Linked DNA regions of Zea mays: region 2 is linked to region 1. A link is a contact called in public Hi-C data. All regions are on one chromosome and are shown on one strand. The core of a region is the stretch at or near the end of the contact, and the rest is flanking DNA. Distances in the headings are between cores, read along the strand shown.

Region 1 (5,920 bases), core at 1,412-3,911:
AATCCTACATATTAAGCACACGAGAGCTGAATGGCAACTCTCAAGTTTTGGTATAGAAGGTAGCTGAATGTAAAATGATAGGTAATTCTGCCTTTCATCAGGAAAAAGGACATGTATTTCTTACATTAGTTTTTCTTATTGTGCGCCACGCACATTTGTTATCCTTCTGTGGGACATTGTGGTATACAATTATATATTATAGCCAGAAAAAGTACGCACTTCAATTTTCCGTGCATTGTTTATCATACCATAATTTTGATGATGCATAATGCAAATATACTTTTGATGCACTCAGTGACATGCATGCTACTGCACTAATTAATTCATGGTGAAATACATAAAAGCACCCGTTTTATTGAACCGTTGGTGAAGTAAATAGAGCTTATTAGCAATATAATTAGGTACTTACTGTTGGATAACCATAGTCTGGGGTATATGGAGAGTACCTGCAGAGTGAAGGATAAAAGGGGTTATTAGTTTTTTCCTTATAAATTAATCATGAATTTTTGTTCGGTTCTAATGTGCTAGACCGAGTTACTTTATTTCTGAGAGAGAGGTCATTGCTATCTCATCTATGCTTACTGTTCACGGGAGTGGGCATATGACAGGGCTGCCATCATGTGCCACTAGCACGCATGGCTACTTTATGCTTGTGTGAGGGACTGAGGATATGTCTGTAAGAGAGTAAAGCCTGATGTCCATTCAACATTGACCAAGGTGGCATGTCAGTATGTCACAATGCACATGCATGTGATACCCCCACGGCCCCACTCCTCGTGACTTTCAAGTTTCACAGGGCCCCGATCCTGACATGTGTGTGTGTGTGGAGAGAGAGAGAGAGAGGTACCCATAGACATGGAAGGGAAGGCCTTGTGGGATGGCATAATGAGGGAAGGTGGCATGAGAAGGAAAAGCTGCGCCGAGTCCACCTTGGATTCCTGCCTGCTGGTTGAAGGATTTCATTACTCTAAAGTTTCTAGCTCCTCCTGTAGCAACATCATCAGCAAAACAGAAGCAAATTTACCCACATTGCTTGCTAATATTATCAGGAGAAGGCACTAATTAAAAAAAACAGGTATTTGCGTCTTTCTGTCTTCAGTCTATCAGTTGTAAGCAAGCCGACGTAGTAATAGAAGTAAAAGATTCTGGTTGCTACCCCTTATTAATATATAGCAACCCGAATATTTTACTTATAGGAACAGTATACTACATTATCTGGAACAAAACAAGGCACTTAGCTCGAGGATAACTAACATCTTTGTACTATTGATGTTCCTTCAGTTCTACCTTTTCCAACAAGTAATGCCAACAGCGCGTATCCTTCTAAGTCTATATATATTTATTGTTCTAACTGAAAGCAATTCTAACATGAACTGTTTAGAGGAAACCACTGTTAAGTAGCAGCATCTTAAATTAAGCTAGACATTTAAACATTTTATTCTCTACTGGATGCCTACACAATACCCTCATTGAGCACTTAGGCTTGTTTGCTTGGAGACCTGCCAGGCAAAGGATCACAGCCCCAGACAGTGGAAATAGGACGCCTGAGGGCTTTGCCTGGGCTAGGCAGCCTTCCGTCCATGCAAACCAAACATGCTCTAGGCTGGCTATTTATCAAAATTAGGCAGTCCCTTGCCATCTCTTTAAGCCTGATTCTAATGCCATGAAGGAACCTTTAGTGCATAAAATCATGGTAGTTAGTTTGTGGTCATGTATGGAAGTACATATAAAATTTCCAGCAATATCCAGGAGGTAGTGCATCTATAATAACTATTATGCTTGTTCTTTTTCAAAAAGCTTAGAGGTGATATGCTCTATTCGACTCAAGGGACTTCATAAAACTCTTTCCAATTAAGCAAACAAATTAACTGTTTCTTCTATGCTGCCTTGTACTACTCTGAAATAATGATAAATATCTAACCATGCTGGGGAGTAGGAGGCCTAGATCTTTGAACCCCAAGGGAAGCAAGATTACAGTTAGCCCTCCTCCCATCAATCACCGGTGCGGGATCAACGCAAGCTCTCATCGCCGCGTCCGGATCCCGGAAGGTAACCTACAATGTGAATTCGCGGTGCATGATTAACTGAAATTAAGCAAACATTACATATTGCATCAGAAAAGAAAGAAAAGTGACACATGAACAGCTAGGGGGCCGGAATGTTTATAAAGTCTACTGAAATTAAATGCATATAAAGGAGATGAATTGTGTAGAACCATACAAATCCGTAGCCCTTGGATCTGCCAGTGTTCTTGTCAGTGATGACAACAGCCTCCAGGATCTCCCCAAACTGCTCGAAGTACTTCCTCATCGTCTCCTTCTGGGTTTCCCACGCGAGTCCCCCAACAAAAACCTTGGTGTAGGTTGTGTCCCCAAACTGCCCCATCACACTCGGTGGACTCATGGTACTTGGAACTTAGAACCAACAAATCTATCTCCAACAAGCAGCAGCAAGGTCAGCAACTTAGGATCTGAATGGCTGGGAGTAGTTCTTGTTAGAGGAGGGGGGAGAGAGGAGAGGGAGGGAGGAAAGCTAAAGGTTAGAGGAAAAGGAGGTAGAGGAGAGAGAGAGAGGGGGGTAGGGTACCGAAACAGCAATATATACTAGAGTTTGCTATAATGCACCCGCGAGGTCCTTCTTGTCCAAAGCACGCTCATATAAAAATACCATGCACCGGGAGAGACCCATCCCGCCAATAGTAGTAGGTAAAAATGACCGTGCTGCCCCTATCAGAGTGAACTAGTAGTTACAGGGTGGCGTTGGGCTGTCCTTGTCTGGAGAGTGGCAGAGACGAAACAGATAATGGGGATTATTCTAACGGGATTAGGGAGCTTAGGAGGAGGATACTTTCCGAACTTATCTGGATCTTAGCGTGTGCTATTTATTATTTGGCATTTGGATTTTGGTAGTAATTTGAGCCTTGCTAATTGTTCAGTTCTATAGCTCATAACATGAGGGAAAATATTTTGAATTCTTATTAACACGGTTCTCATTTTTATAATTTTATTGCTGTTGCAGCAGGACATAATTGGTGATAGCACACAATATGCACAAGTGATTCTGTGCATGAGTTCTTTGGCAATTGGAAGTTGTGAAGTCAGTTATAGCAACATCACCTTGGGTATGTAATTCATTATTATGATCAGTCTATTAAATTTTAGGAGTTGAGAGTTTAAAAAATTTATGCCATCTTTTTTCATGTTATATTTTGGTGGAGACCAGCTAGCAGAGAATCAATTCTTATTAGTTATTAGCTCTTCATCGTGCTCCTTCCTAGGAACCCAATAAAATCGCTCCATCGGAGAACCAAGGAGCAGAGCTAAAGAACCAGGGTGAGCACTCCTTAATTAAAACTTCTTAACAATGTAAATTGAGTGTTTTGAAAATACCATGGCCCATCCATGAAAATTGAGTGTTTTGAAGCCACTTACATATCACAGTGAGCAAAAACACTAGAGGCTAGAGCAACGCTGTGATGTTATTGTGGGCATTTGTCATCCTAGTAGTCCACTTGAGTGAGTGCGACATGCTGTATGGAGGCCGGAGACTTTTGCATAGTACATCATCAACCATGCACAAAGGCATTCTCCACGAGTGAAGATGTTTGATGATATGGGTTGCCTAGCATTGGCAAACCGAAGGGAATGCATGATGTGCCATCAGGCCTGGTCTGGAGATGGACGGCAGGAGATGCCTGGCCATTTGGTGTGATTGGGATTTGCCCCTGTTAGGCAGTTGGACAAGTGAGAGCCACAATTGGGGAATTTGTTTGGTTTAGATGGCAGCAATAACACAGCCTTCTTGTAGTTTCATATATAGGCAATAACAGTACTTCATACAACATAAATCATATAAAAACTCTAACTAAAGAGTATATTCTTACCGCTAAAATGCCTAGCAGAAGGCTAGAAGGTAAGAATTTGGTATCAGCTTTAACGAAGTAAAACTAGAGAGAATTTCTCCCCTTAAGTTGAATTGTAGTATATTTTAGGACACTATATTGTTAGTAAACGAGTTGCTCACCAGGCCAAAGAAACGGAGGGCAAACTCATCGACTTTCTACCTGGGGCAGATTGCAAGATAATGATCCCAATGTTGGCGGAGCTTCTCCAGAGTAGCTCTGTGGATGCGATCGATGTCGATATGCATTGCAACATTGGAGTCTCTTGCGTGCTTGATGGTGGGTTTATTTGCAAGGGCAGCCCCCAACTCCCGTGGAACGACGACAAGGAGAGCCTCGAACGCCCATAGATCATCGTGGAAGTTGGCGTCACTATACTTGACGTCTCAAAGTTGTTGGCCATATATCTTCACCTTCATAATCTCTTTACTAATGTGTGATTAAAAATGTTCACCATGACAAACTACCACGAATGAGCATCAGGCTTCAAAGTTGTTGGGCATGTATCTTCACCTTTCTTTACTGACAAATATAAGAAAGTATTAAAAATAAACTTATGCTATGACAAATATAGGGGAGTATAAAAAAGAAACTTATTCGGCACAGTAAATTTATTTGATTTATATTACTAATGGGTGATTACGCATAAAATTCTTTACCATATTTATATATATTATTAACATGTTGAGACAAACAAGTTACACGGATTTTAGTTTTGTTGGTATGATTGGAGAAAATCGCAAATCAAGAAGGATGGAATGTCCTAGTCTAATCTGTTGAAAATTAGTTCACACACGATAGTACCACGTACTGTGCGGGCTATGGGTCTATGGCCTGCTAATTTAGCAGGAGGAGGTGTGAACGTGGTTTAAGTCTATTAGCTTCCAATTTAGACAAAGTGCACAATTTTGCCCTAGATTCGTCCAGAATTTTCGTGAATGCTTCGTTTCACCGAACATATATTGCGTCTGTCTTGTGATTTTCTCCAGAAATGTGGCCCCGATCATTTTTTTTTCTTATAGGTGGCGATCACCTTACCGAAATTTCCTCCCTAGACAGATTGAGCTGTAGCGATTGGTGTTAATATAGTAGTGTGGTACTACTTGGTATGAAGAATAAAATTCTGAGTACCGTTTTTTTTCTTTAGTCTGCTGCTGTAGTGCTGTTCCTCTCTCCCGCCAATTCTGCTGTTCTTGCTCTAATCATTTGGCTACCTACTTCATCGCAAAGGAAATCTTTTATTACGTTCTGTTCGAGTATTTCCTCTCTGGACAAGGGAGGAATCAAGCCTGGTCCAGTGTCGTCTGACGTACTTTACCTGTATCCAAGATTTATTTGGCCAGTTTGTGTCCGTTGACTGTTTGACTGACCTTGGAACAAAGGTACCAATTTATTATTTTTTTGCATGTTAGGGGACCAGCCTTAGCCAGTTTTACCGAGAAATTTTACAGCACGGCTATTAAGTTTATCAACTATGCCAACAGGCGAAACTCTATAAAACTCTTTTTGTCGTAATCAAGTTATGATATCATCAAATTTATTAACGTGGCATAATATTAAATATAAATAAAATTCAGATAAAATTCTCACTCAGAATAGCTTAACTCAATAATTAAGTCTAAATTAATATGCTCAATGTAGCTACATAGACAGGGGTGGTAATGAGTTTGGTCTCTGTTTCTATTCATTTTTTAACTAAAATTAATTAAGGACCAAAAAATCATGAAAAAACATTTGGATTGTATTCCGTTATCATCTCTAAATGTAGACATGTAGGGAATTTACACCCGACCTTGTATGTTCAGTTAGACATCAACGTTGAACATTATAAATTTGAGTAATTTCTTTTCATAAATCAAAATCTTAACCAAATTATGAAAGCATGGTCATTGTTTTGGTTGTGTTTTGTCATACCATAGTGTATGGACGTCTTTATGATTTCGCACTCGATTGAACACATCTCTATAAAGGTCTCTAAAGAGGGTATTTGTGGTCTTTGCATTCTATTTTTATATGGTA
Region 2 (5,920 bases), core at 1,620-4,119, 180 kb after region 1:
AGGGACGGTGCTGGAGATCGGCCGTCCGTGGTGAAGGTCGCCATGGCGGATGATGACGATGTCAATCTGGTCACCGGCAACGACGACCTTCGTGCGGTAGGGCTTGTCCCAGATGACGAAGACGACATCTAGGCTGATGCTGCTGCTTTGCTCGGTATCGATCTAACCTCTGCTCCTATCGATCTAAGTTCTAATCCGACCAACGCTGGTGGAGGGCTGCTACGGCCACCGATACTCCGGTCGACTCCACCAGCACCGATGGTGGTACTGGTACCTCATCTGTTGGTAAGCGTAAATCTACTATCTGGGTTGATTTTGATGAGGTATTTGAGAAAGTGAGGTCCAATGTTCGAATTGCTGCTTATTTGTAGAATGTGTAAGACTCGTTTATCTGCTAGATCTTCTGCTGGTACTGGGCATTTGCTTAGACACCAGAAAGCTTGTAGGAAGAAGGTTGATCACGCTGCTAGGGTCCAGTCTCGGCTTGCTTTCAATCCTGATGGTTCTCTACACAATTGGGAATATGATCCTATTTTTGCTCGAACTGAGTTATGTCGTCTGATTGCTAGGCTTGACCTTCCATTAGGTATAGGTGAGACATAGGCCTGAGAGGATTATATTGCACGTGCTCATAACCCCAGGTTTACCAAAGTTTCTAGATAGACCACCACTAGATATCTTCTCAAGCTTTTCATTGAACGACGTAATGTGCTTATCAATTCTGTGTTGCCTGCTACTTCTTTGGTTGTGTTAACCTCAGATATTTGGTCTGGTAATGCTAATGAGGACTACATTAGTGTTGTCTATCATTATGTTAATGCTGATTGGGAATTACAGAAAAGGGTCATTGGTCTTAGGCTTATTGAGGTTAGACATACTGGTCAAAATATTGCTGAAAGAATTGTTGTTGTGGTTGAGGAGTTTTGTCTGGTTGACAAGATTTTCTCTGTCACTCTAGACAATGCTTCTTCAAGTTCAAAGGCTATGGATACATTGACACCTTTGTTTGCTGGTTATTTGGGTCCTGATCCTTCACCTGAATCTCAGGATCCTAATAGGCGTAACTACACTCTTATGCATCAACATTGTGCTTGTCATATCATTAATCTCATTGTTAAATCTGGAATGAAGAGACTGAAACCTTTTTTTTTGGAAGATTTTAGAACTGCAATTAATTTCTTAAATGCTTCTAATTCTAGAATAGCAACATTTAAAGAGTACTGCAAAGCAAGGGGTGTTAGACCTAGAAAATTTGGCTTGGATATGGATGTTAGATGGAATTCTACTTATTTGATGCTTAAACACTTGGTCCCATACAAAACTGTTTTTTCTGTCTTCATCAATTCACATTATGAGTCACAATTGTTGCCTCCTATTCTGGAAATTGCATCTCATTTGAAAGCATGTGAAAGAGATATAAATCTTAGAACTATTATGTTTCCAATGCAACTTAAATTCCTTAAGTACTGGAGTGACATACCTTTGCTATGTTCATATGCATTCATTCTGGACCCTAGAGCTAAGATGAGAGTTTTTTTAATGTGTTGCGTTTACTTGGTGACTGCACTGGGTGTGAGTACAGTACATATTATGTTGATGTCAAAAATGAATTGTATAAAATGTTTACTAAATATGAGACTAAGTTTGGTGCAGTTAGGGCTGCTCAGCCTTCTATTCATACAGGTAAAAAAACAAGCTTGGGGAAGAATATTTGGAGATTCCAGTTCAGGTGTTGTTGGTCCTCCCCCTATCTCTACCCCTTCTGCTTCATCTTCCTCTGCTATTTGTGAGCTCTCAGCCTACTTAAACAGTGACAATGTCACTTCTTATGAGGATGATTTTGATATACTTCTCTGGTGGCGTGACCACAAGCTAACATATCCAGTTTTGTCTATAATGGCAAGGGATATTATATATGTTCATGTATCTACTGTCTCTTCAGAGTCTTATTTCAGTTTGACAGGGAGGATAATTGAGGAGCGACGACGACGCTTATTGCCTGAGAATGTGGAGATGCTGACTTGCTTAAAAGAGTGGGAATTAGGAGAAAAGAGAGAACAACATGTTGTTGACAACCCAGAGCTTGAGGACTCATTCCAGAACTTATTCCTTGATGAAGATGAACCTGTTGCTGCTTAGTGACTTTGGTATTTACTACTTAGTTCTAGTCTTCTAGACTCTGATGTGGTCATCTGTTCTGTGCTTTGTCATTCAGTCATTGTGAGAGAGTCATTTTGTATTGTAATATACACATATAAACTTAGTGACTAAACTTTGAGCTGGCTGCACTCTTTTTTCCCTTTCTAGGGTTTCTCACAAGGGTGAATTTTACCTAGAAAGGTTTTTAATGAGGCAGCATTGCACAAAATAGCTCATTTATTATATTTGTCTATATTTTCTGTTGTTTTTGTTGTTTTTAACTTTGGCGGGCTGGTGCTGGCACGACCCTTTTTTGAACGTGCCAAGCGGGCCGTCTCGGCACAAAAAGTGGCCTAGAGGGCCGTGCCTGGCCAACGTCAAGCACGTGAGCTCTCGTATGGCCCGTTAAACACGTATATCCATGCCGACCCGTTTGCTGATGGGCCGTACTTGCCCGGGTCCGTGCCGGGTTGGCCTGTTGGCCTTGGCCATCTATATTCGTCCCTTCTAAAATATAAGTCGTTGTAGTTTTTAAATTTTATATTTATTTTTAAATAGACGATGATAATCTAGACTCGTATATAAAACATATATATTAATTATTATATAATTTATAAAGCATAATTTATATAAAAAAAGTTTTCTTGGAGTGGAGAGAATAAACAACGCTGAGAATCCAAGCAATCGAGGAAATATCCAGCTCAGCACAGGCTGGACGACCGGACAGGCCGCGCGAGTGCGCTACGATTCACACTGCCAACGTGAAGAAGACGAAGCAGACAAGATCTCGCGCGGAAGAGCGCAAAAGCCATAAACGCCTCCCTCTTCGTCCCCTCCTGATGGAGCTCTGGCCGTTTCAAAACCCCCTACCCCCTGCCCGGTGCCACGCGGCCGCGTCCCCGCAGCCTCAGCCCCCGGCCCGCGTCGCCTCGCGCCGGACGCCGCGCTGCTTCTGATTTCCGACCGTTCCTACTCGGTGTCGGCCGGATTCCCTAGTCCTTGTCGTACGGGAGGGTGCGGTTTCCTGGCGCGGATGTAAGTGAAGGCCGTGGCAGGGGCAGGGAAGGAATGCAGAGGTCGCGGCGAGCCCTTCTGCGGAGGACGGCGGCAGCCCAGGAGCAGAGCGCTGTGGCGGAGGCTGCCGCTAACGGAAGGAGGAGGCGTTTGTACGGCTTCTCCGCCTCCCTCGTCGTCGCCTCGTGGGTCGCCGTGCTCCTCCTCCACTCCCTCGTCGGACACGGCGACGGTCAACGAGGTATAGCATCTTCTTGTATCTCGCCCATACCATTTCTCAATCCGTCTTGAAGAGTCAGCCGCGTGGCTGCTTGCGTGTTGGTGATCGTGACACGCAAACCGATCCCCCGGCTGTCCTATGCAACCGATCAGACTCCGCGGCGCTATCGAAGTCAGTCGTAACTTGGTAGATCCGAGTGCCTTGCTGCATTCCTTCTTAATACAAGTCGATGGTTGTTAGACTCACTGATGAACTCCACACCTCCCTGTGTCTCGAGCTGCTAATTTTTCTTGTATTTTAAGATAATGGAAATTACACCTGTGTTGTCTGGTTTCTGCAGATGGAGGAGGCTCTACTGTAGATCTTACTGTTGTAGAGCCTACTGTAAATGTTGGTCCTATTAATCCGGTTGTACAGGAAGAGCATGGAGGTGATTTGGAGATGCCAGGTGATAGCTGTGTTAATTCTGACGAAAACGCTGTGCTTTCAGAGGATACACTGGTGCAAGCAGATCAATTGTGTTCCAGTGATGAGGTGCAGAATGAGAACACAGAAGCTGTAACCATAGACAGTCAGGTTGAGCTTTCAGGAGATCAGGGTGGGTATCTTCCTCAGTCGGGTGTTGATTCTGGAGTTCAACCAGGGGAGAAGGTAGAGAGTAAAGATTTGCCTAGACCACCGAGACTATCACGGGTTGCTCCTCCTGATCTCGATGAATTCAAGACAAGAGCAATTGCTGAAAGGGGACCTGGTATTTCTAGTCAACCTGGTAATATCATCCACCGAAGGGAGCCTAGTGGGAAGTTGTATAATTATGCTGCAGCTTCTAAAGGGGCCAAGGTTCTGGATTTCAATAAGGAGGCTAAGGGTGCTTCCAACATCTTAGATAAAGACAAAGACAAGTACCTCCGCAATCCTTGCTCAGCAGAGGGGAAGTTTGTCATCATAGAGCTTTCTGAAGAAACCTTAGTAGATACAATCGCAATTGCAAATTTTGAGCATTATTCTTCTAATCCAAAAGAATTTGAACTGCTGAGCAGTCTGACATATCCCACAGAAAACTGGGAAACTCTTGGAAGATTCACTGCCGCGAATGCAAAACTTGCTCAAAATTTCACTTTTCTTGAACCAAAGTGGGCTAGATATTTGAAACTGAACTTGGTAAGCCATTATGGTTCTGAGTTCTACTGTACTCTCAGTGTGCTTGAAGTGTATGGAATGGATGCTGTAGAAAAGATGCTTGAAAACTTGATTCCAGTTGAGAATAAGAAAACGGAACCTGATGACAAGACTAAGGAACCCATTGAGAAAATTTATTTGAAAGATCCTGCTGGAGGAAAAGAATTCTCACAGGAAACCCTTGATGAAGATGAATTTGAACTAGAAGATGATAAACCAAACGGTGATTCATTGAAGAATGGTGCTAATGATCCAGTTTCAGAGGCAAGGACACTTCAGGCTGGCAGGATTCCTGGAGATACAGTTCTTAAGGTGCTAATGCAGAAAGTTCAATCTCTTGATGTGAGCTTCTCTGTTTTGGAGAGGTACCTAGTGGAGTTGAACAGCAGATATGGGCAAATCTTTAAGGATTTCGATGCCGATATTGATAGCAAAGATGTCTTGTTAGAGAAGATCCAATCAGAGCTGAAGAATCTTGAGAGCAGCAAAGATAACATTGTATGTATTTTTCTGTACTTAAATTTCCCTTGAACCATTGGTACCTGACAATTTGGTACTTAATGATATATTTCTTGGTTTCAGATGAATGAAGTTGATGGATTCCTCTCATGGAAGTTAGTTGCTTCCTCGCAACTAAACCAGCTGGTCCTGGATAATGCTCTACTCAGGTTTGTACACATAACTTGAGTTGCTTCGGCATGTGCTTATAAAATTATACCTGATACATATTGCTTTGCGAATCACTCTGTTATCCTGTTTGCAGATTGGAATTTGAAATATTTCGGCAAAAACAGACTGACATGGAGAACAGGAGTCTTGCTGTTATATTTCTCAGTTTTGTTTTCGCTTGCTTAGCTCTTGCTAAGCTGTCTATAGGCATCATGTCCAGATTTTGTAGATTCTATAACTTTGAAAAGTTCCATAATGTAAGATCCGGGTGGCTTGTGTTGCTGCTTAGCAGTTGCGTCATATCCACCATTTTGATAATACAGTAATAGAAGCATTCAACCTCACATGGTCACGCCTGTACATCCTAGTTACATGAGATTTCTGATGCAAAATGAACTATACACCTCTTTCAGATCTTATGCAATTTTACAGTGCAGTTGTTTCGCTCCATTAGTTGTCTCAGTTTGGACTTTGGAGGTCTTTTTTAAGCAGCAGCAGATCAGACTACTAGGTGTAGGAATATTTTATCCTTGTTCCACTCCCGGTCCTGGGGAATGTAAAGCAGATCTACCTGGAAAGCATGTACATGCTGGCATACTGCTGGATGCCTGGATCGGTGCGCTTCTTTATTTGTTCATTCAAGGGGCCAGGGGCCAGGGGCCAGGGCATGGTCTCCATATGGCTTTCATGTTACCATGT

What was found. A called contact is a pair of places that touch in the nucleus more often than the background predicts.
Region 2: a contact with region 1 is called in a Hi-C map of leaf, with 6 times the contacts expected there. The contact joins the promoter of LOC103650935 here to the promoter of LOC103650932 in region 1. A contact is called at or near these places in 2 of 25 Hi-C or Micro-C datasets (leaf and tassel).

The regions. Positions count from the first base shown.
Region 1 is chr3:177,297,445-177,303,364 of Zm-B73-REFERENCE-NAM-5.0, forward strand. LOC103650932 (RNA-binding protein 24-B-like) reads right to left here and starts at 2,662. Exons shown (of 6, transcript NM_001328613.1): 1 at 2,221-2,662; 2 at 1,922-2,054; 3 at 848-986; 4 at 410-446. The coding sequence starts at 2,403.
Region 2 is chr3:177,472,327-177,478,246 of Zm-B73-REFERENCE-NAM-5.0, forward strand. It overlaps LOC103650935, which reads left to right and starts at 2,870. Exons shown (of 4, transcript XM_008676534.2): 1 at 2,870-3,394; 2 at 3,714-5,050; 3 at 5,135-5,220; 4 at 5,316-5,669. The coding sequence starts at 3,208. The coding sequence ends at 5,547.